Linked DNA regions of Mus musculus: region 1 is linked to region 2. A link is a contact called in public Hi-C data. All regions are on one chromosome and are shown on one strand. Each heading gives the region's core, a stretch centred on a gene start, on an enhancer-like site or on the middle of the called end of the contact. The rest is flanking DNA. Distances are from core to core; before and after follow the strand shown. Region 1 overlaps Slc35f5 (solute carrier family 35, member F5). Region 2 overlaps Actr3 (ARP3 actin-related protein 3).

The links. Hi-C and Micro-C count contacts between places; a contact is called where the count stands out from the background.
Region 1: a Hi-C map of B cells shows a contact between it and region 2, with 3 times the contacts expected there. The contact joins two enhancer-like sites. A contact is called at or near these places in 6 of 39 promoter capture datasets (the C10 cell line, the HPC-7 cell line, hematopoietic stem and progenitor cells and 3 more), 2 of 15 datasets of contacts at CTCF or cohesin (CD8 T cells and the NIH/3T3 cell line), 17 of 484 Hi-C or Micro-C datasets (3T3-L1-derived adipocytes, the AML12 cell line, B cells and 12 more), 16 of 115 datasets of contacts at active chromatin or transcription factors (the HPC-7 cell line, bone marrow-derived macrophages, effector CD8 T cells and 10 more) and 5 of 9 other capture datasets (adipose tissue, bone marrow-derived macrophages, embryonic stem cells and 2 more).

Annotation. Positions count from the first base shown.
Region 1 is chr1:125,582,696-125,587,966 of GRCm38.p6, reverse strand. It overlaps Slc35f5 (solute carrier family 35, member F5), which reads right to left. Exons shown (of 16, transcript NM_028787.5): 11 at 3,410-3,514; 12 at 2,734-2,893; 13 at 512-602. Among named protein-coding and RNA genes, the nearest start is that of Slc35f5, 24 kb to the right of the region's middle. Within about 2 kb of position 3,801, at least 3 of the 459 cell types and tissues checked have an H3K27ac peak or open chromatin away from gene starts, as enhancers often do. A contact at or near this core is called in B cells, where this site is marked.
Region 2 is chr1:125,422,890-125,428,376 of GRCm38.p6, reverse strand. All of the region lies in intron 1 of Actr3 (ARP3 actin-related protein 3), which reads left to right. Among named protein-coding and RNA genes, the nearest start is that of Actr3, 10 kb to the left of the region's middle. Within about 2 kb of position 1,521, at least 53 of the 459 cell types and tissues checked have an H3K27ac peak or open chromatin away from gene starts, as enhancers often do. A contact at or near this core is called in B cells, where this site is marked.

The sequences.
Region 1 (5,271 bases), core at 2,552-5,051, 160 kb before region 2:
AAGAAACCTTTTCCACAGGATATGGAGTCACATGCCTTTAATTCCAGAACTTTGGAGGGAGAGGCCAGAAAAGAAAAGAAAACAACTGCTAAGTCATGGCTGTGGTGTGGTGTGGTGTGGGTGTACTTGGGTACAGGGTATGCCCATGGCTGTAGATGCCAGAGGTCAGCGGCTGTCTTTCCTCGGATGCTGTTACTGACCTCAGACTCTCCCTGAGGCTAGGTGGGCTGGTCAGGGAGCCCCAGGACTTCTCTTGCACCAACTTTCCCCAGCATTGCAAGCATGCAACAATACTCCCAGCAGTTTTTTCACATAGATTCTGGGGATCAAGCTCAGCCCTCAAGTTTGTGAAGCCCCCTCCTCAGCTCCTACTATTGTTTCTATGTACCAGAGTCTCTCTTAGGGAGAGAGGCATCAGGCGCTGTCCACGTCTGCCTCCCTTAGTACTGACATACCCCTTAACTATCACTAGCTCTCCTTAGTTCCATCCTGCAGTATCTCATGAACCTACCTTTTGCATGCACATGTCGGCTATGATGGAGAGAGGTATCGTAAGGCTTAGTGCAAGTGTGCCTATCAACGACGAGGTAAGAAAGCAGCCCCTGAAAAGAAGAAAGGAAGCATAACTTCTACCTTGAAAACATAAGAGAATTCCACTGAGCGAACTTAGCCAACATTTCGTGTCCTATACCGTAACACGACTAAAACAACTCCAAAGCTTGTCCTTGACTATTAAAAACACAAACGTGAAGCCGGGCGTGGTGGCGCACACCTTTAATCCCAGCATTTGGGAGGCAGAGGCAGGCGGATTTCTCAATTCGAGGCCAGCCTGGTCTACAAAGTGAGTTCCAGGACAGCCAGGGATACACAGAGAAACCCCACCCCCCAAAAAAACACAAACATGGAATTATAATGTCTTCTGGGTGCTTTATACTATTTATGAGATATGCTTGCATGTATTATTCAACTTTGGATATATAGTTCATATTTCAATTACTGAGCAGGGTTTTTAGTTTTGTGCTAATACCTAACAAAACCACATTATCTTTCTTTAGATTAAAAAATAAATTTTAAATTATGTGTATATGTGTGCGTTTTTACATGTGAATGCAGTATCCTTAGGGACCAGAAGAGGATGTGGGATCCCTCTGAAGCTGGAGTTACAGGCATTGAGTGCTGGGAACTGAATTCATGTCCTCTGCAAGACCAGTACGCACTCTTAAATACAGAGACATCTCTCCAGCTTCCAAAACAGCACTGTTAAAATTGAAATCACACATCAACTTTAAGAAACTGATAAGCTTGTACCACAAGGCCCACCTCTTAAATCTTCAATCTGAGAAACAGCACTAAGACTAAGACTATAATGGAAGTCTCACAAACTCCATATGGGATGCTGAGCTCAAACCTACTGTCATTAAAAGAGAAAAAATTGTAACATATGCTATCATCCCAAGTTAATTCATTCATGATTTCCAGATCTGGTTCATTAATTTGCAGTGTATTGAATATAAACTTAACAACAAAAAAATCCCTTGAACAACCAAATATGCCCACGCTCCTCCCTAAGTAAGCAATCCCAGAGTCCACTAAGAATCCAGGAATTCACATTGGCACTCCCAGCTTCTATGTCTGGATGTCCATTCCTCCACAGCAACTTTCATTGGTATACTACTACTCTTTATAGGGCATGTACACACGTGTGCACATGTAAGCCAGAGGTCACCATTCATTCCGTTTCCCTCTTCACCTATTTTCCAGACAAGTTCTCTCAATGAACCTAGAGCTCACGGGCTCAGCTAAGCTAGCTGGCCAGCAGGTTCCATGGCTGACTCCATCTCTGTGCTCCCATTTTAGTGTTAGAGATGCATGCCACTCTGCCTAGAGATCCAAACTCAGACCCTCATGTATGCAGCAAGAACTTATCAACTGAGCCATCATCCTAGCCTCCAAATCTGCATTTTAAAAATAAAAATCTTTTATTTTTTGACAGTTCCATACATGTCAACCAAAACCTTGAAAGCATTTTTACCAATTTAAATGATTTGTATTGTCCTGCTTAGCTTCTGCGGTCAATTTAATACAGCCTAAAGCACGGGTTCTCAACCTGCCTACTGCTATGACCCTTAACATAGTTTCTCATATTGTAGTGACCCCAACCATAAAATTATGTCGTTGATAACTTGATAACTGTAATTCGCTATGGTTATGAAATGTAGTGTAAATAGCTAACATGCAGGATATCTGATATGTGATTCCTGTAAAAGGGTCATTTGATCCTGAAAGGGTTGAGAACTGCTGGCTTAGAGTCTAAATTGGACTGACTGACCTGTGTCGTGGCTGTTACAATATTGTCTTAACTGATGATTAATGTTAAGGTCCTGCTCCAACTTCCTTAGTGTTGGGCTGCAACCTGCCCTAGGTCACTTCTGGTCAGTGTTTTCTCACAGCGGCAGGAGGGAACAGAGTATTCATTCACATATTTGTATTCATTCATTTATTAAACAGACACTTTTGAGCTTCTTTCTATGTGTCCTCTTTGCAATGGGCCCACAAAAATTAAAATCAAAGTCCATTCGTGCTCTATTAGAGTAAATATATTCAATTACAAGTATGTATGTGGAAAGGAAGTGCACAGAATGGACCATCAGAACTCCAAAGACCCAGAAATGTCCAAACTACTCAAAAGTCAGCACACTGACAATGAACTGCAGGAGAAATAACATAGCCTACCATAACCACAGAAACTCGGACAGAACTGTTCCGATGAGGCCGTTGATAATGATACACAACAGTACCACTTTGTTGGGAAACTCAAAGTCCTCAAAGCCAGTATAATGCAGTAAGAAGAACCCTGGCCATAGGAGCAGCAGATTAAACAGACCTACAAAACCTGAGGAGAAAAGAGACAAGTTAAAATCATGACTGACTTCAATTTTCCAAACTTAGCAACACTATGAGAAACATGAGAGCCCCCAAGGGGCTTCAGTGAGTTGCTTAATTGGAGGAGGTGTTGGTTGACTATCAGTTTCTACAAACAGATCAATAGCAGGAAAATACCACACCAAGCACTGGTAACTGGTAACTGCAGCTTGGCTGGGGAGCCAGCTCGGCCAGTAAAATGCCTGCTGCTCAAGCCAGAGTGGAATCCTCAGCAGGCCCTCGCTGCACACTGGCACGCTCATCTCTGTGGACATGCAGGCATGGCTCCCTAGGACCCACTAGCCAGTTAGTCTGGCTGAATTGTGAGCTCCAGAAAGCTCAGTGAGAGAGCCTGGAATCCATAATATTAGAAAAATAAAATAAAATCATGTGGAGGAGAAAAAAAATGCCTCCATATTCTCTCAAAGAATGACCTATGGATTTATAATGTCAAGTAAATAGCCTAAAAGATTAAACATGTACTTGCCAAAGAACATTGGAATATCCAATTTATCTTCTCTGTCTACCTTTCTCTTGATCATCACAATGTAGACAGCATAGAACATAGCTCCAGCAAGGGACCAAATGGAACCTGTAAAAACCAACGCACGATTTAAACTGTTGCCTCCATTCAGAACTCATTCAACATATCCTACTACATACACTGAGAGTCTGATAATACACTGATACTAAGTAAAGAAATGAGCACGCACAAATGGAAAACCAAAACTAACTCATTCCATCCAGATCCTCCAGCAGGGTAGGAAGGGACTGAATGGATTAACCAATATAAGCAAAAGCATTTGCCTTGGAGACCTAACCAAATAACCACACAAATTCTAACAGTGAAAGTCAGGTAAGTAAGAGTTTGTCTTTATTTTGAAGCACACACTTCCTTTTTTCTCTACATCACTGATTCTTAACCTTCCTAACACAGTTCCTCATGCTGTGGTGACCTCCAAACATAAATCCACTTTGTTGATACTTCATAACTGTAATTTTGCTAGTTATAAGTCATAATGTAAATATCTGTATTTTCTGACCTCTGAAGTCTCAGTGACCTCTGTGAAAGGATCATTCGACCTCCAGCAGCTCACAGGGTGAGCAACAGCTGCTCTGCCTTGAACCCCTTTGACACACACACACTATTGTACAATCTTACAGGTGCTTCTTTCCACCTCTAACCCACTGCGTGACCTTGTTCTTTCCATCCTTCCATGTGAACACAGATTCTCCACCACCACATCCATAGGTCCCACCGCTTCCTCTAGCATCCATCCATCCTTCCTTCCTTCCTTCCTTCCTTCCTTCCTTCCTTCCTCCCTCTCTCTCTCTCTCTCTCTCTCTCTCTCTCTCTCTCTCTCTCTCTCTCTCTCTCTCTCTTTCCTTCTTTCGATTGTTTGTTTTTGTTTTTGTTTGGGGTTTTTTGGTGTTTTTTTGTTTTTGTTTTTTTGTTTTGTTTTGTTTTTTGGTTTTGTTTTTATTTTTTCGAGACAGGGTTTCTCTGTGTAGCCCTGGCTGTCCTGGAACTCACTCTGTAGACCAGGCTGGCCTCGAACTCAGAAATCTGCCTGCCTCTGCCTCTCAAGTGCTGGGATCTTGGACAAATGGATGTATCTGGAGGATATCATCCTTAGTGAGGTAACCCAATCACAAAAGAAGTCACTTGATATGCACTCCCTGATAAGTGGATATTAGCCCAGAAACTTAGAATACCCAAGACACAATTTGCAAAACACAAGAAAATCAAGAAGAATGAAGACCAAAGTGTGGATACTCATTCCTCCTTACAATAGGGAACAAAACACCCATGGAAGGAGTTACAGAGACAAAGTTTGGAGCTAAGACGAAAGGATAGACCATCCAGAGACTACCCCACCTGGGGATCCATCCCATAATCAGCCACCAAACCCAGACACTATTGCATATGCCAGCAAGATTTTGCTGAAAGGACCCTGATATAGGTGTCTTGAGTGAGGCTATGCCAGTGCCTGGCAAATACAGGAACACAGGACCCCCAGTGGAGGAGCTAGAGAAAGTACCCAAGGAGCTGAAGGGGTGTGCAATCCTATAGGTGGAACAACAATATGAACTAACCAGTACCCCCAGAGCTCATGCCTCTAGCTGCATATGTAGCTGAGGGATGGCCTAGTCGGCCATTCTTGGGAAGAGAGGCCCCTTGGTCTTGCAAAATTTATATGCCCCAATACAGGGGAATGCCAGGGCCAAGAAGTGGGAATGGGTGGGTAGGGAAGCAGGGTTGGGGGAGGGTATAGGGAACTTTCGGGGTAGCATTTGAAATGTAAATAAAGAAAATATCTAATTAAAAAAAAAACAAAAACAAAAAAG
Region 2 (5,487 bases), core at 272-2,771:
TCTATTGGAACTTGTTAGGGTTTTAATGACACTACCTGTCTATATAGCCACATGCATAAAGAAGCAAGAACAAACAGTTAAATGCTAACAACACTACAAAATGCACTCTCACTCACCAGGTCTTTAAATATTCATGAGTTAGGCAGTGTAAGATAGGTGATGTTACTGTTATAAATTTGGTTCTTTAGAAAAAAAGTGATGATTACAAATACTTTGTATTTGGTTGTTGTGTACCTATGTGGGCCTTTACATCCTAAGGCACACACACACACACACACACACACACACACACACACACACAAACTAAAAAAAACCCATTTTATAATAATCACTGGAGCAAAAAAGACAGATGACATTCTTTTGTTCTCAAGAGGCATTTTGTGAAATTTTAATGATTTGTTGTTGTTGTTGTTTTAGAGTTTTTCTCCCAAATCAGTCTCGATCCATTGTCTTATTTTCTTTATTATTGTCTTATTAGCTTTTTCATACCAGTTCCTTGAAACCAGTAAAGGAGTGGCAATGAGTTTGTGTACTGTGTCTTCTTTTACCCAGGTACCTGAACATACAGAGATGTGCTGGTTCAGAACATTCCTTCATTTTCTTCCTAAATCCTTTTGCTTTCTTTTTAAAAGATAATATATTTTTGTTTCCACCTCTTAAGAAACTACAACACTATGCATTGTCCCAGTGTTAACTATGAACAAAGGGTTTTTAAGACGAGGAATTTGGGATACAAAGACCTTACATTTAGGCTTAATTTTTAAACTGTGAAAATGTAAACTATGTTTTTAGTATTAATCTAAACCAAACCAGAGAACAAATACTTGGTTGTTTAAAGTTTAGAAATTATTTTAAGTAAATATAACGTGTCTCGTAAGCAATTTTTTAAAGAATTTATTTACTTTGTATTACTTTCATAAATTAAGTGAAACTGTGTACTGGATGGTTTTGTGTGTCAACTTGACACAAGCTGGAGTTATCACAGAGAAAGGAGCCTCCCTTGAGGAAATGCCTCCATGAGATCCAGCTGTAAGGCATTTTCTCAATTAGTGATCAAGAGGGGAGGGCCTTAGCCAGTTGTGGATGGTGCTGTCCCCAGGGCTGGTGGTCCTGGGTTCTATAAGAAAGCAGGCTGAGCAAGCCAGGGGAAGCAAGCCAGTAAGCAGCACCCAGTAAGCAGCACCCAGTAAGCAGCACCCTCCATGGTTCCTGATCAGCTCCTGCTTCCAAGTTCTGCCTTGTGTGAGTTACTGTCCTGACTTCCTTTGGTGATGAACAGCAATGTGGAAGTTGGAAGTGTAAGCTGAATAAACCCTTTCTCCCCAACTTGCTACATGGTCATGATGTTTGGTGCAGGAATAGAAACCCTAAGACAAATTGTAATGAATTTTTCTTTTAAAAGATTTAAGTGAAGTACCTAATTATTCACATAGAATTAATCATAGAGCTGAGCACTGCACTGGAGACTGTAGTGGGGGAGGGCAAGCAGGCATTACCTCTGAGTGGGTGTGGTGAAACCTTAGAACTGCCCCCAGTGACACTCCTCCAACAAGACCACATCTCCTGTTAGCACCTTTCTCCTTCATTCAAGTAACCACAGAAGTTGAGTGGTTTGTGGAAATCAGCCATTTTAAGCTCCTTTGTAAGTTTGTTTTTGAGATAGCTATTCCTTACAGAAATAGATACATTTTGTGTATTTGTATTTTAAAAGTAAGGATTCTGAGGTATTGAGTAGATCTAGAGCAGTGGTTCTCAGCTTTCCTAACGGCTGCCTCTCTTTAATACAGTTCCCTTTTTGTGGTGGTGACCTGACCATAAAATTACATCGCTGCTACTTCATAACTGTGTAATTTTACTACTGTTATGAATTGTAAATATCTGATATGCAAGATAGCTGCTGATATGTGACCCCTGTGAAAGGGCCCTTTGGCCTCCAAAGGAGTCATGACCCATATGTTGAGAATCACTGATCTAGAGTTTGAGCTCCAAGGTACAGTCCTTCCAGAAATTGTTCAGGAATATACTGTATTTAGTAAGTGGTTAAATCTTTAATACAGTTTTAAAGAGAATTATTCTTAAAGCATCCATCCTTTAAAAAATAATTATCTGTAGAACTACTAAATTTAGTATTGTAAAAGCATTTTGATGTTGATGATTTTTCTGGCTAACTCAAATGAATGAGACTGAGACTATAAGATTTATTTAATCAAGCTTTATGGCAACTGGCATAACTGGGCAGTTAATAATCTAATCCTCTAAACTAATCTGGCTACCTCCCAGCCAAAATCCCCAAGATACTTGCATTTTAGTATTGGTCTGGCTCTCTGGGCTTCAGGTGTTCAGGTCTTTTTTCCCCACGATGTCTCTCCAGACCCCTTCCTCTTGGTGAATCCTCTCTCTCATCCTCCCCTTGTCTGTCTTCTCCTGGCTGGCAGAGAAGTCCAGCCCTAGTCTCTCTTCTGCCCAGCCATTGGCTGATCAGCTTTTATTGACAAGTCAGAGAATAAGTGGGAAGCAATGTTTATTCAAACTTCAAAATAGCAGCTGCTTAGAATAAGCATTGCAATGCCATGTCCTGATTGCAACAAGACATGGGGACAGAATAATGCAAGTATAATCTTTACACAGTACACAATACCGTTATGCCTACACGTATAAACATGCAATGTGTAGAAAGGTTATAGTGACCAATTACACTGCAGATTAAATGAGGAATTGTGTATGGTTCACTTCAGTATTCTGAGAATAAATACTGTGTCTAGTGAACATGTTGACAGTTGCAGATTAATTTTAGATAGGTCAGTTAGGGAAATAATTTTTATTAGTTAAATGTCAAAAGGAAAGGGACTCTATTTTTGCAGTTTGAGTTTGAAAGTATCTACTGTGCATTGAAAAGGAACTGAGTGTGAGGTGGAGTACACTTATAGCCCCAGCACTGTGGGAATGCAGAAGGGTTAGGAGTACAAGGTCATCCTTGGCTGCACAGTGAGTTTAAGGCTAGCTTGGGACACCTGAGGTCCTATCGGTCCTTTATTGTCAGCCACCATACAAAATCTAGTAAGATAAATCATTGAATTTAGGAAAATGCACTTCTTTGGGTAAAGAAAAGTTAACTAGACTCTGAGGCCTTGTTCTGTGGCTCTGAAATAATGATTGTGTAGTTGAAATGAAACAGCAAATAATTAGTAATGACTGAAACTTTTATTGTCTCTAGAATACCTTAGGCCAGCCTGGTCTACAGAATGAGTTCCAGGACAGCCAGGGCCACACAGAGAAAACCTATCTCAAAAAACAAAAACAAACTAACAAACAAACAAACAACAAAAAAAAGGCAATCTAATCTGCTGTATAGATTTTAGAAAATTGTCTTTTAAAGCTGAATTCTTTTATCCTGTGACTGTCCTTGTCAGTATGTGTGAATGACCCTGCTCACTTTGTGTCAGGTTCCTTTGCAATAGCAAAAGCCATTTGTAAAACAAAAAAAAAGATTGAGCTTTTCAAAGGGGGAGATAAAATTTAAAATTGTTAGGAAGACTAAGAAGAATCAAAAGAAACATACCTTAGTTTTGCTGTAGACACTTTGGATACATAACAAAATTACTCCAAGACTGTAAAAAGAAAAGAGTCCAGGAACTGAGTGCAGGAACAAAAGAGAGTCCAGACAGAGATGTGCTGCAGAACAGCATGAGCCCTAAGCTGAGCCCTTGCTACACTCAGGATTCTAAGTTCTGATCACACTAGCTGGAGTTAGAGCATGTATTGGAGAGTTTGTCCCTGATGTGTGATGAGTTAGTGTCTCTTCCTCTCATACAAGACTGAAGTTTTACCTCCTACCAAGACGTAATTCTCACAAGTGGTTCCTGTCAGTTGGGATTGGAAATTAGATTTTGGAAGGAAAAAAATTAAAGCACCCACTACAGCAGAAAAGCTAAGGAAATGCGAGAAAAGATACAGTGCATGCTGTATGGCAGGCACTGCTTCATATACCTAGGCAATGAGATCAGAGATCAGACCTGTTAGCTGTGATGTGTAAAGGCTTACATTTGAGTAGTTTTTAGCATGTTCACTAGGTATTACAATCATCAGTTGGGAGCATTTTCCTCACTCAGGGCTCACTAGCAAGTCATTCCTTCTGGCCTCAATACTTGGCATATTCTTTCTGATTCACTTTCTGTCCTTTTATCAACTTTTGGGATTTCACAAAAAATAGAAGCATAAAATTTGACTCTAGCTGCATATGTATCAAAAGATGGCCTAGGCGGCCATCACTGGAAAGAGAGGCCCATTGGACACGCAAGCTTTATATGCCCCAGTACAGGGGAACGCCAGGGCCAAAAAAGGGGAGTGGGTGGGTAGGGGAGTGGGGGTGGGTGGCTATGGGGGACTTTTGGTATAGCATTGGAAATGTAAATTTGTAGCCTTTTGTGATTGGCTTTCATGGGGGGAAGTATTTACTGCCGTGATCTGTAATGTTGGACAAGTATTGCCTTATGGATTGGGAATTTTGGAAGAGATTATTCCAGGAATGGATAGAGGCATGTGGGTAAAATATTAACGCCTAGGTCTTAACAGCATGTAAGGAGGTGTACGGAAGACAAGTCATTTGGGGAGGGAAATTCACTGATCCTTGGAAAGTGAAGTGCTGTCTATTGTTACTTACAATTTTATGAGAGCCTTGTGAACTTACATAAAAAGATTAGAAGTCTATTTCTGTGATCTTACAGTCTATCATTATTGATGTGTATAGGATCAGGATCTAAACTTCAAATGGTAGAAGCATCTCCTTCCTTCCTTCCTTCCTTCCTTCCTTCCTTCCTTCCTTCCATCCATCCATCCATCCATTCATTCATTCATTTGGTGGTTGTCCTTGCTAGGGTAATATAGGTTAGCCTGAGACTAGTTCTGATCATCAACTTGGCCTCAAATTCAAGAACCTTCTGCTCCAACCTCCCCATACTAAGCTTCTGGAGTGGGCCATTGTTCGTGTCTCTCCTGTGTCCTTTTGATCCTAAGTTCCTCCCAGATTCCAAGAATTGAACTTGAAGGAACTAGAATAGTGGTGTCTCTGTTGACTGAGGGTTCAGATTTTCTCTCAGTATTCTACCAGGCTTTTTGTGTAAGCTTGATCATTTACTTGCAGGTAGAGAGAAAAAGCTTGGAGTTGTAGAGTAGAAAGCTTGCTAAGCAGTGATTTGTTTTTCCAGCTAATATTTGCTTCAAGCTCTCCTGTAAATTAGCTATGGCATTCTTACTCTAAAGTTCTTAATTGTGGACTCTACTTTTTGAGTTTGGTTATAGAATAAAGAGAAAACAGTGGAAACTGAGCTTTTTATTTAACAGGAGGTTGTACTGGGATTAATCTGTAGACATCTTTGACTTCCAGCTGGATTGTAAAATTGTATACAATATACCATGCTATGTAAGGATAGAAGCAGGTTTTTCATAGGCTTTCAGCTGCTAAGAAATTTTAGAAAATGGGTTTCACAG